Regions from separate parts of the Oryzias latipes genome. Here region 2 is linked to region 1. Evidence: chromatin contacts called from public Hi-C data. All regions are on one chromosome and are shown on one strand. The core of a region is the stretch at or near the end of the contact, and the rest is flanking DNA. Distances in the headings are between cores, read along the strand shown.

What was found. Hi-C and Micro-C count contacts between places; a contact is called where the count stands out from the background.
Region 2: a Hi-C map of embryo shows a contact between it and region 1, with 2.4 times the contacts expected there. The contact joins the promoter of utp11 here to the promoter of dnali1 in region 1. A contact is called at or near these places in 3 of 5 Hi-C or Micro-C datasets (embryo and fibroblasts).

Annotation. Positions count from the first base shown.
Region 1 is chr16:23,604,759-23,610,204 of ASM223467v1, forward strand. It overlaps dnali1 (axonemal dynein light intermediate polypeptide 1), which reads left to right and starts at 2,004. Exons shown (of 6, transcript XM_004078299.4): 1 at 2,004-2,159; 2 at 2,366-2,478; 3 at 3,030-3,199; 4 at 3,297-3,475; 5 at 4,717-4,881; 6 at 4,988-5,290. The coding sequence starts at 2,079. The coding sequence ends at 5,050. snip1 (smad nuclear-interacting protein 1) reads right to left here and starts at 1,955. Exons shown (of 4, transcript XM_004078297.3): 1 at 1,512-1,955. The coding sequence starts at 1,651. It overlaps gnl2 (nucleolar GTP-binding protein 2), which reads right to left. Exons shown (of 16, transcript XM_011485655.3): 16 at 4,885-5,446. The coding sequence ends at 5,317.
Region 2 is chr16:23,748,384-23,753,829 of ASM223467v1, forward strand. It overlaps utp11 (probable U3 small nucleolar RNA-associated protein 11), which reads left to right and starts at 2,362. Exons shown (of 8, transcript XM_004078301.4): 1 at 2,362-2,557; 2 at 2,710-2,771; 3 at 2,862-2,964; 4 at 3,040-3,156; 5 at 5,391-5,446. The coding sequence starts at 2,498.

The DNA of each region.
Region 1 (5,446 bases), core at 754-3,253:
GTGTATTATTTCTACTTAATTGCTTGAAATAAACCATTTCAAATAAAAAAATAAATAAAATTGTTCTGGTTCTCTGTTGTCATCTATTGTTTGTATGTTTGTACCTTGAGCCTAACGCCGACGCTGCATCAACCCAATTTCCCAAGCTGGGATCAATAAAGTATATTTATCTTAAGATCATTTTGTAAGTGATATTCTTGATTCAAATGGAGAAATTCTTCAGTTAAGAGACTTCAAAGGTAAATATGATATTGAATGCTCAACCGAGGAATTTCAGAAAACCTGCTGAGCAATTCCAATTGCTTCAATACATTTAATAAAAAATACAATATTGTCTTCCTATGTTCAAATTAAACTACCAAATTTAGTAATAGGAGAAATAAAATTTAGTGAAAAAAAACGTGATAATAAATTGCTAAACAAATCCTTTAGAGGTAAATTATACCATGACTTTAACAGAAAAGTGAAATATAAAATAACTGAGACACCTGTCACATCAGATGCTCAACTATGGAAATTCATAAAATGGCCAGTGGTTCCCAAAATTAAAGAAATGCAGTTCAAAATTATAAACAATTATTACCCATCGGCAGAGACATTGAGAAGTAGATTTGGCTTTGAGGTTGATCCGTGTGATTTCTGTCAGGTAACCCCAGAAACAACCCAACACCTGTTTTTTTCATGTCCAGACCAGTGAAAGATTCTGGCAAGATTTTCATAATTGGCTTAGTCAAAAAATTAACAACATACAATTCACAGAAAAACATATTTTGTTTTAAAACAGTAAGTTGCCAAAAGAGCCAACAAATAGTGAACATCCTCCTGATTTTGGGAAAATATATTCATAAGCAAAAGTGGAAAAAAGATCGGCCGAATTTCCTGTGTTTTAAAAATGAAGTCAGATTGTATTTATCCTCATTGAAATGTATTCACAACTCAAATTCTTTCATTGATGACATTTGTAAATCTGCTACAGAATGGTTACAAATCTAGGGTCCAGATTGTTGATTGCCTTGTATTTTAATTTATGCTGATAGTTTTTTTTATATATGTATACATTCTTGTTTTTTTTTTATCTTTGTTTTTCGTGAAGAGCTGTGCCTTGCATCATTGTGTTGTTGTGTCTGCCAGAGTTTTGTAATGAGTATATTTCAATAAAAAAAAAAATTAAAGCAAATTTTATGTCTCTAGTCTAACCTTGATTTATCAGCAAGACGGTAATAAAATATCTTAGAACAATAAACAAGATTTACTTGATACGAGTCAGATACTTATACTACTTTTGACACAAACGTGTTAAGGATTATTTGATTTACAGAAACCTCAGATCAAAACTCTTTTGGAGCAACCGGGTATCCCTTACGTTAAGTGTTTATTCCGTAACCGTCAAAAATGAAAACCGGAAGCTAGATTTTCATCAGCGAAAGTACAACAAAAAAATAATGTTGTGAATTGTTTTATATTTAGACAGTTTTACGTCATGAATCGTAGTAAAACCTTCAGACATTTACCTGCTAGCTCGTCTCCCCTGTGGACTGCGTGATCTGTGTGGCCTGCTAGTGCTACTCGGGCTCAGTTTCTCCTGCTTTATCTTCACTTCGGGCTGCCGTTCTGGAGACTCCCTTCTTCTGTCTCGCTTTTCTTTAGTCATTTTAGTTTATTTTTCCAATAAATTTGAGCTCAATTCAACCAAAACACGACACAGTAGCTAGACAAAGACAAGCCAAGATAAAAAATAAAACCTTTGATGCGTTACCAAACTTCTGGCGTTGTGAAAACAAACTTCCGTTTCCGGTGACTCAAATTAATCCCCTCGACGTGCTCCATGTGCTCCCTATTGTTGGTTCCGCCATGGCCTAATTCGTTTTAAATGGGGAAAACGTGATGTTCAAGTTTTTTTTGTCATAGACTGAAGCATTGATGACACATATACGTGTCGTATTACATAAAAAGTATTCTTAAATGAAACTTTGTTCAAATCAATATTATTTTATTTTGAAAAAGTGTCGCCATGACAACACAAACAGTGAAACGGTATTTCTAACAAAACGTGTAACTTGCTCTCTCACCTCAAAACGATGACTTCTTTTGGCGAGTCCCTCTTGAAATACGATAATCCGATATTGGTAAAAACAAAAGGAGATAAAAAATCTCAAAAGGTAAGTCTTGATGGTTAATGATCTATTTAACTGGCGCCCAGAAACTATATCAATTAAGGCTAGAAATCTCATTGTACTTCCATAATTTCTTTATTGTGGACAATGAAAGGCTACCAAATAAAATCTTCAAAAATAATAAAAGAAATTACAAAAAAATAATAATACAAATAAATGTACAATTTTCCCCCCTTTTTTTTCGTTAATAGGGACGTACTCTAACGTTGAGCAACCTTCCAGCTCCCAGCTTTGCAGCAGGTGTTCCATCTCCCCCTACACAGAATTTGGATGAAAACATTTTGCATGCCATCTTACCACCTAGGTAAAAGAAAACCTCAAAAGCTCACCTAAGCACAACGATTCAGATTTATTTATTCTAGATTCATTATTATTTATTCTTCTTCCTAAGTTATGCAGACAAACATAGACTGTGGCATGCACCAGAGCACAATGACCATCCTCAACTTTTATTTCTCAAAAGTCAAATCTGGGAAATCAAATAAAATCAGGCTTTTTTTTTGTAAAACAGATGCTTTTCATGCCATGTAACTCAAAAAACTTTAAACAACACAGTGGAACAGCTACAGTTGGAACAAATGTAGTTTTTATGTGATCCAAAGATCACCAACAAATCCTAATGTCTAACAAGGAAAAGAGGAAAGGTCCTGTAGCTCAGTGAATGTCCAACTTTCATCAACTTAAAAAGATCAAGTCTTGACAGCAAATATTGCCCACAGGTGCATTATCACACATACGTCTGCTTTTTACTTAATTCAAAAATAAAAAGCTGACACACAATCTAAGATCCCGAAAGCATCCAAAAGTTACTGTCAAATGATTTTCCAAGTAAATTCTGATTTCTTACCATTACAGAGAATGGACAGAGGGGGACCAACAGTGGGTGCAGAAAGTATCTACAGCCATTACCACGAGGAAAGATGTCATTCATCTGCAGGAGCAGCTGAACATAAAGCTAAAGCAGAAAAAGGCCAAACCAACTGGCATCTGCCCCATCCGCTGGGTTCTGTTTTCCCAGTGTTTCGGTAAGACAGCGGAGGGTCGGGACAAAGCTCATCTCCGAGTAAAAATGTGGATAGTTATGAAATATAAATGTATTATGCATCTTATTTCCTTTTTGAGATGAACTCATCAGACAGGTAACCATTGAATGTGCGGAGAGAGGTCTGCTGTTGTGCCGGGTCAGAAATGAGATGCAGATGATGATAAGAGCCTACCAAAACTTGTCTGAGAGCAGCATTGCTTTTGGGATGAGGAAATCACTGCACGGTGAGCAGGGCAAGGAAGAAACACAGAAAAAAGTAAGTTTTTTTCCCGTGTTAGTCATAAAAAAAACCTGAAAAACTCCCATTAAGTTTATGAAAAAAATGATTTATCTTAACTGAAGCAAATAATTACGTTAGATCAAAGTAAAAAAGTTTATCTTTCCAACATCCATATGTGGTCTTATCACCCTCTCATGGTGGAAAAAGTATTATCTGAGCTTTTTCATCCACTAAATCATCTTCAAATGGACACGCCATGCTGCTTCACCTCTCTGTAAACAAACTAAGCTTCAACTAAACCTGCTCCGGACCAGGTTATGTTCAGAGCATGAGTTGCCATGGTAACTTGACCTACCCTGAAACATACCTCCATTTCTGGAACCGAAAGCTGAGGTTATCAACTTTCTTAGCCTCAAACTTATCGTGGGAGCTAGCATAACCTGCTTTCTGGAATACCCCCCTGGAACCTGAGGCTCTCGAGATGCTGTACAAACGCCTATTTTATCCCCCCACTGTGGATCCTTTATTTGAATTGATATTCCATCAATTTAAACAAATAGGTTATTATTTTTGGTTCATTTGTTTTAGTTGATTAGGTTTTGACATTTCTTTTTTTTTATTTTTAACATGCCAAATTACTGAGCATCATGATGGTAAACAATCAACTTTCAGAGTTGTTTATTATTAGAATAAGCTTAAAGCGCATCTTCTCAAGTTGATGTGCAGAGGCAAATCTCCTAAATTTGAATCTACATGTTTAAATATATTGTTGGAATTTACTGAACGCCAATGTTGTCATTTTTATATTTGAGGGTGAAAGGAGAAAAAGGATGACGAGGCACCAAATCCAAAAAGATATAAAATGTCAAGTATGACTTTCTTACATTGTAAAATCAAGCAGATTTACAGCAGCAGGAGGAGGATTTTATTTGGCACAGGATCTATTTGATTTTGAAAGGAAACTATCAAAAGGAAAATAAGTAAAATTTGTTATATATAGAAAATATATACATCGTTTGAAGTCAATAACTAAAAATTTTTAAAAGGTACATCCTATAAATGAATGGTTTTATGGTCACAAAAAAGTGTATTTTTTTCAACTGTAAAGTTGTACTTTGCAGCTGTCGCTGCATTTTGTTCTATAAGAAACAAATGTCTCATTCCATGTGTTTTGTACCTTGGTCATAAGCCCTGCAGGGAGCACCATTTCTTCACTTTACAGATCCAAAAGAACATTGCACATTTACCTCACCCATCTGCTTTTATCACTCTCTTAGATCTTAGACCTGGAGGCTGAAAACAAAGATCTGATGAAGCAACTAAATGAGTTAAAAGACAAATGTGATATGATTGAAAACAGAGAGGCTGAAGAGAAACAGCTTAAAGATAAACAGCACGATGAGGAGATTCAGCGCAAAGAGAGAGTCATTCAACAACTCAAGGTGATCTTGTAACATTTCTCAGAAAGAAGTATTTAATTTTGGACTTTTCATCTTAGAAACAGACTTGATTGTGTAAAAAGTATAACTATCATTCTTCTCTTTTCAGAATCAGCTGGAAGATGTACATTCAGCAATAAACTTACAAACCAAGATCCCAGCTACGTCTTAAAAACGTTAGAATTTTTAAAACCGATTACTCCTTGTTAGATTTGGTTAAACTGACTGAATTTACCAGTTAAACATACAAAATCCACATCTTTTTAAGGTTAAGAGATAAACCTAGGAATGATGAATTTAACCTCACATATTATGCTATTATTTTCATGTGGATGAAAACAGATGAATCAGAGTTTTTGTTCAATTGTTTTATTTTGATAAAATGCCAATTTAAATAAAGATTTGTTGCATATTTTTTGGTCAATTACTTTCTTAATTTTACTGCTTGGATCTTTTTGTCCTCTGACCCTTGGCGGCTGAAACTGGAACTTTTCTGTTCTTGTTCTTGACGTTGTGGCTTTCATAGTAGCGCACACCCACTTTCTTCACCTTCTGGGCTCGTTCCATT
Region 2 (5,446 bases), core at 1,112-3,611, 140 kb after region 1:
CCTGATAGAATGTCAAATTAGAAAAGCAAAAGTAATTAAAGCTGTGAATACCTAGAATTATGCGTTCTTTTTAAAACTGATTTAACAGAGATGAACCAGGAATAAGCACTATAGCCAGCTTTGAAATGCTCTTTGTTTTCACCAAAGCTAAAAGAGATGCGGTTGAACAATTGGGGAAAGTCTGGCTTATGCATTTTTTGACTGGGCTGGCCTGGTACTCCAGATGAGGACCAACCATGGTCTGGGGAAGCATACCAAAGCCCTGAGCTCAGCCCAAGTGCAGAAGGCTTGCAGTATGTCAGCAGTGTTATTTTTACATGGCCATTGTAGCAAACCGAATGGCTGCATCTGCTCCACCATAGCATTCTTCCACTGCTGACCCTGAGCAAACCCACAAGCTCTCGTGCTCCTGTTCTTGCATCAGCTTGTAATGAGCCCCCTGATTTCCAAAGTAGTATTTACCCCTACTGTGGCTGACCAAGCAAATCACTGTAAATGATAGATATTCACATGAATTAAACAGCAGAAAGCCCGGTTAGTCGGAGTGTCGACATCTAACCCGTAAATCCTCTCTGGCGTGGATGTTTGCCTTGTTAAACACATGTTAGCGGGGAAGAGTATCAATTGGGCCTCAGACTGAAACCTTCAGAGGAATGGAGCTCATTGGCCATCAAACTGATAAACAAGCCTGTGACACAATGTGGAAACACTGATCCCATTCAGAGATCCCATCTCATTTTGCGCGCCAGGCAAATCTCACACGTATAAAACAAATTCCTTGTGGTCAGGGAGGGATAGTGAACTTTCATTGGGTAACATTGGCTGTTTAGTGGAATATTCGTCCGTCTCTCTGGCTTCTCTTCACATCCACAAAAAGTTTGGAAGTCTGGGCGAGATTAGGCAACTGGTGCCAGTGCGGCTTTGTCTCTGCTGTCCCCAAAATATCACGTCAGGAAGTGGACAGGGTTTTCTCCCAGGGTAGAGCCTTGACCCTCTCATCTGCTGAGTTCCTGCTGAACTCTTCAATAGATGAAAAGGGGAAATCAAGAGCACACAGGCTCTAGATAAGATTCTTTTTCTTTAGAGTCTGCACACAATCTTTTTTTTTATAGATCTAAAAGTAAATAAAAATGTTTGACCATTTACTAATATCTGCCCTTTTAAATGCGTGTCTTTATTGTAATTCAATCATTGAAGGGTCTTTAAAGTACAGCTGCTGTGATGTTTTTTTTGTTTGTGTATATCTTTATGAGGTATCAGGTCTGCGGTGTGCACAGCTACAGAATTACATCAACTATCTCATTGAAAATTATTTGCCTTTTTCAGTCAGCCTTTTTTACAGCTTTTGAAAATGAAAGTTGATTAGCAAAAATGTACTTTTTGTGTTTCTAAATTTATAATAGAAAGACAATTAAAGATGAAGCTAATACAAACATTCAAAAAATATTTTTTATCACATCACATAAATATTCTAATATGTGGAATTTTTCAAAGTCTATCCAGAGTTTTTATAAATACATTTTTGTAATTTGTATATTGTTTACTATTAAACTCTTGCATCAAGCTCTGAACAGATAACTGCCATAGAATTTACTTAATTTGTTGTTTGTTAGTTAAAGTTAAGCTTTGTGTGTGTTTAAATAGAAATATTTTTTTATATAAAGTTTATTATTATTTTTTTTTTTTGGAATGTTAAGTGATGTAATTGCTAAATCATGAGACCTCAGAAACTCGTTTAGTTTCAGTCTAGGTAAGTTTAGGTTATTGTGACCCCTAATATTCTTTGATCATTTATTAAATTCAATTGGAGTTATCTAAGTGTACAGAGCTTGATGCCAAAGTTTGTTAAGAAAAACTGAAACATTAATTAAAAATACAAAAAACTGTGGGTAGGCTTGGGAAATTTGCATAGTAGGTTTAATAGATAGACTTTCTTTGGTGTGACATCCCTATCATGGTCCAGTATCAAACTTTCTATTGACAAACACGGCCATATATTTCCAAAGCTAGCTTGGTAAAAGAAAAGTAAAAATGAGGATCAATGATTCATCAGAATAGTTATATCTTGAACATAACAGGTCTACATTTAATATGTGAAAAAACGAATTAACATTCAATAAGAAAATTCATATCACACACTGCTCTCTAGTGTTGAAATGCTTAACTACAACACAGAGAGTATTTATCATTTAACACAAGGAGAACGTAAGTATTTACGGGCAAATAAACAAAGGTTTTAATTTTTCTTTAATGCTTGTTTTTTTAATGTATATTCATTTATTTAAAAAGTCTATTTTTATGTCAAAGTTTGAGTTGCGAATCTGCGGCGACGAAACAAAAGCTACGTCACTTTGTTGCAGCAGACAGGAACCCACGTGTTCCGCTGTGAGGGAAGCTCTTTGCTCCAAACCAGAAGCATCTGAGGATTTTAGTGTCTGTATTCATTGAAAATCATCAGCCCTAACAAAACCAGCTCGATTTGGGACATATTTCAAATATGTCATCCTTCAGGAAAGCCCTGAAGTCCCGGCAGAAAAACCACCATGAAAGATCTCAGGTGAGCCCTGCAGAGAGTATGTTGTGGTTAGCTTGCTAGCTAGCATCTTAAGCTAAGTTATAGTGTTTTTAAAGTGAAGTTGTGTTTTCAGAGCACATGAGCTGTAGGATGTTCGTCAAATCTATCTCTAACCCTACCCTTTTTCCGATCAGCCTGGTTTCAGGAAACATTTAGGATTGCTGGAGAAGAAGAAGGACTACAAACTCCGTGCTGAGTAAGTTGTAACATCAGTTGGGTAACTTCTAAGTATTTTTTTTGTTTTTTGTTTTACACACGTCTGAGTGAGTTGCTTTTGCTACTTTAGTGACTACCACAAGAAACAAAACACTCTTACTGCTCTGCGAAAGAAAGCTCTGGAGAAGAACCCAGATGAGTTTTATCATAAAATGATCAACGCCAAGCTGGAGGTAACCATCAGCATCATTTAACAGATTAACATAAATCCTTGACTCATTGTTTTTGCGTTGTGTTTTTGTTGAAAGGATGGAGTTCATATCATGAAGAAAGGACAGGAGGAGGTGATGACAGAGGAGCAAAAGAAAATGATGAGGACTCAGGACATTGGATATGTGGAGATGAAGAGGGTTGCAGAAACTAAGGTATGTGATCCAAACTCACCAGTCAGCCCCGAAGGACTTCATGTTATATCTCTAGCATCCCATCTTTACTTTGCATAGCTTGTAATAGGTTGATAAAGTTAATCAACCCTACAAAGCCCGGTTGGATGGCTACTGGCTTAAAAATACATCAATAAATAAATAAGTAAAGCTAACTAGTTGACCTTGATGGGGTGTTTCAGTCCACAGAAGCAATCTGATGACCTCATTAAAGGACACCTGAAAGCCCCAAAGGACATCTCCACCCCTTCCACCGTTACAAGCTTCTTGAGCTATTGTCATGGGGAAAACAATCTAAACCTATACCTTATAAATAAAGTAACGTACAACTGGTTGTATGTTATGTGCTTTAAATGTAACTATAAAATATTAAAGAATTTGTACCAGCTAACCCAAGACAGAGGGGTAAAGTCATCTAAGGATCTAAAAACAACAGAAATTCCTAAAGTGAGGTCAAAAACATGTTTATGCAAGCAGGGAGGCATTAAGTACTAGTTTGAGTTGTACAATAACCCAGCTCAGTGTAGGTAAGGTGTAGATTAGTTGAATAATACTTTCGAAATGAACTGCTTCATCAGGAAGGTTCTTAAATCACTCACATGTGCAGCATAAAGATTCAATGATCTGGGGAAGGTGGCTTTGAGAAAAAACACCATAGTTTCTGTTTTCTGTTTAGTATAACTTTAAAAAAAGTAATGCCTACAAATCTTTAATATCAGGTAAACTCAACACGTGGTGTTATAAGATCTATTGTGCAAAAAATGTTGCAAATTACTGTCCTCTCAGACTGGTGAAAATATGCAGAAAAATAAATGATAAAAAGATAAAAGTATAGAAAAAAATTGTAAAAGTGAGAATAATTACAATATACACTAATATAACTCTTCTTTATATTCCCATCTGTTCCTTCTGACAATCAGCTGATGCTCTGCAGCTGCCCCACCTCTCAGCTAATTGCATTGCAACAAAGAGAAACAAACGAGGAACTGGGAGAAACTGGAAGGTGGTAACACCCGTTCCCATAGAACCAAGTCTTTAAGCCCCCCAAAACAGAGACAGGGCATCAGCCACTACCATCATCTGCTCCACGTTTGTGTTTAATTTCCAAATTGTTCTCCTGAACCAGCAAAGCGCATCGCATGAGCCGCTGGTTGTGATTGTACATTCGGGCGAGCAACACCAAGGGATTGTGGTCTGTATATACTGCTAGCGGCATTGAGGAGCCCACGTTAACATCTAAGTGTTGTGGAGCCAGCAGAAGGGCAAGGGTTTCCTTCTCCATTGTCGAGTAGTTCAGTTGGTGTCATTTGAACTTAGCAGGCAGCGCAAATAGTGAAATTTGTTCAAGCACAGAGTCTGTGGTGGGGTCAGCGGAGGTAGAACAGGCAGGGAGTTGAGTCTCCTTACTGTCTGATAGCAATTATAACTTTCACTACATGATTAGAAATATCTGATTGTAGCATGAGAATAAAAAGTCCCATAAGGACAGAGCCTAGAGACAGGAAGTTTAAAAAACTTTTAAAAATGTGCTTAAAAAATCCTATCCTCTTACAAGAACAGAAAACCTTCACTAGTTATATGCAGTTGTAGTGACTTTTTTTAACCTTATGATAGTGATTTATCATTAATGCAAGATTCCTATTGAAATAATACAATTATGCATATTTTACCATAAACTGAGTGAACCACAGAATCCATTTCTGATACTTTTCTGTTGCACTGATGTCACCATGGGTTGTTATGGATTCATTTTCTTTTAAAATGTTTGTGTCTTTAGTTTGGAAAGGTGCGCCGAAAAGAGATATGTGGCTAAGTTGCATTTAAAAATAAAGGCTGAATTAAATGTAAACTTTTTCTGTCTTGTTTTAAACGATTAACAATTTCAAAGTACAGGATTCTTGAAGGTTCCAGAGAAAGGACAATGTAGCCACTATTCATCGGTGATGAACAGAAAATACAAAAGAGCTCTTGTCTGTTAGTTACATGACCAACCAAATTATTTTTTTTTTCCGGTCACTTAACAGTAATTGAAGATGAACGATGAATGAGATATAGTTCAGGAACCAAATAACAGATAAGATTATCTACAAAACCATTAGCTGCAATGTTCCTGCAATTTATGAATTAATGAGCAACATAAGTTGGATCATCTTGTTGCAGTGATCTTTTGGGGACCTTTTCCCTCCTCGGCATTGATTATCCTTATGTGCTTTCAGAAAATTGAGAGACTGAAGGGAGAGCTCCATCTTCTGGATGCAGAAGGAAAGCAGCG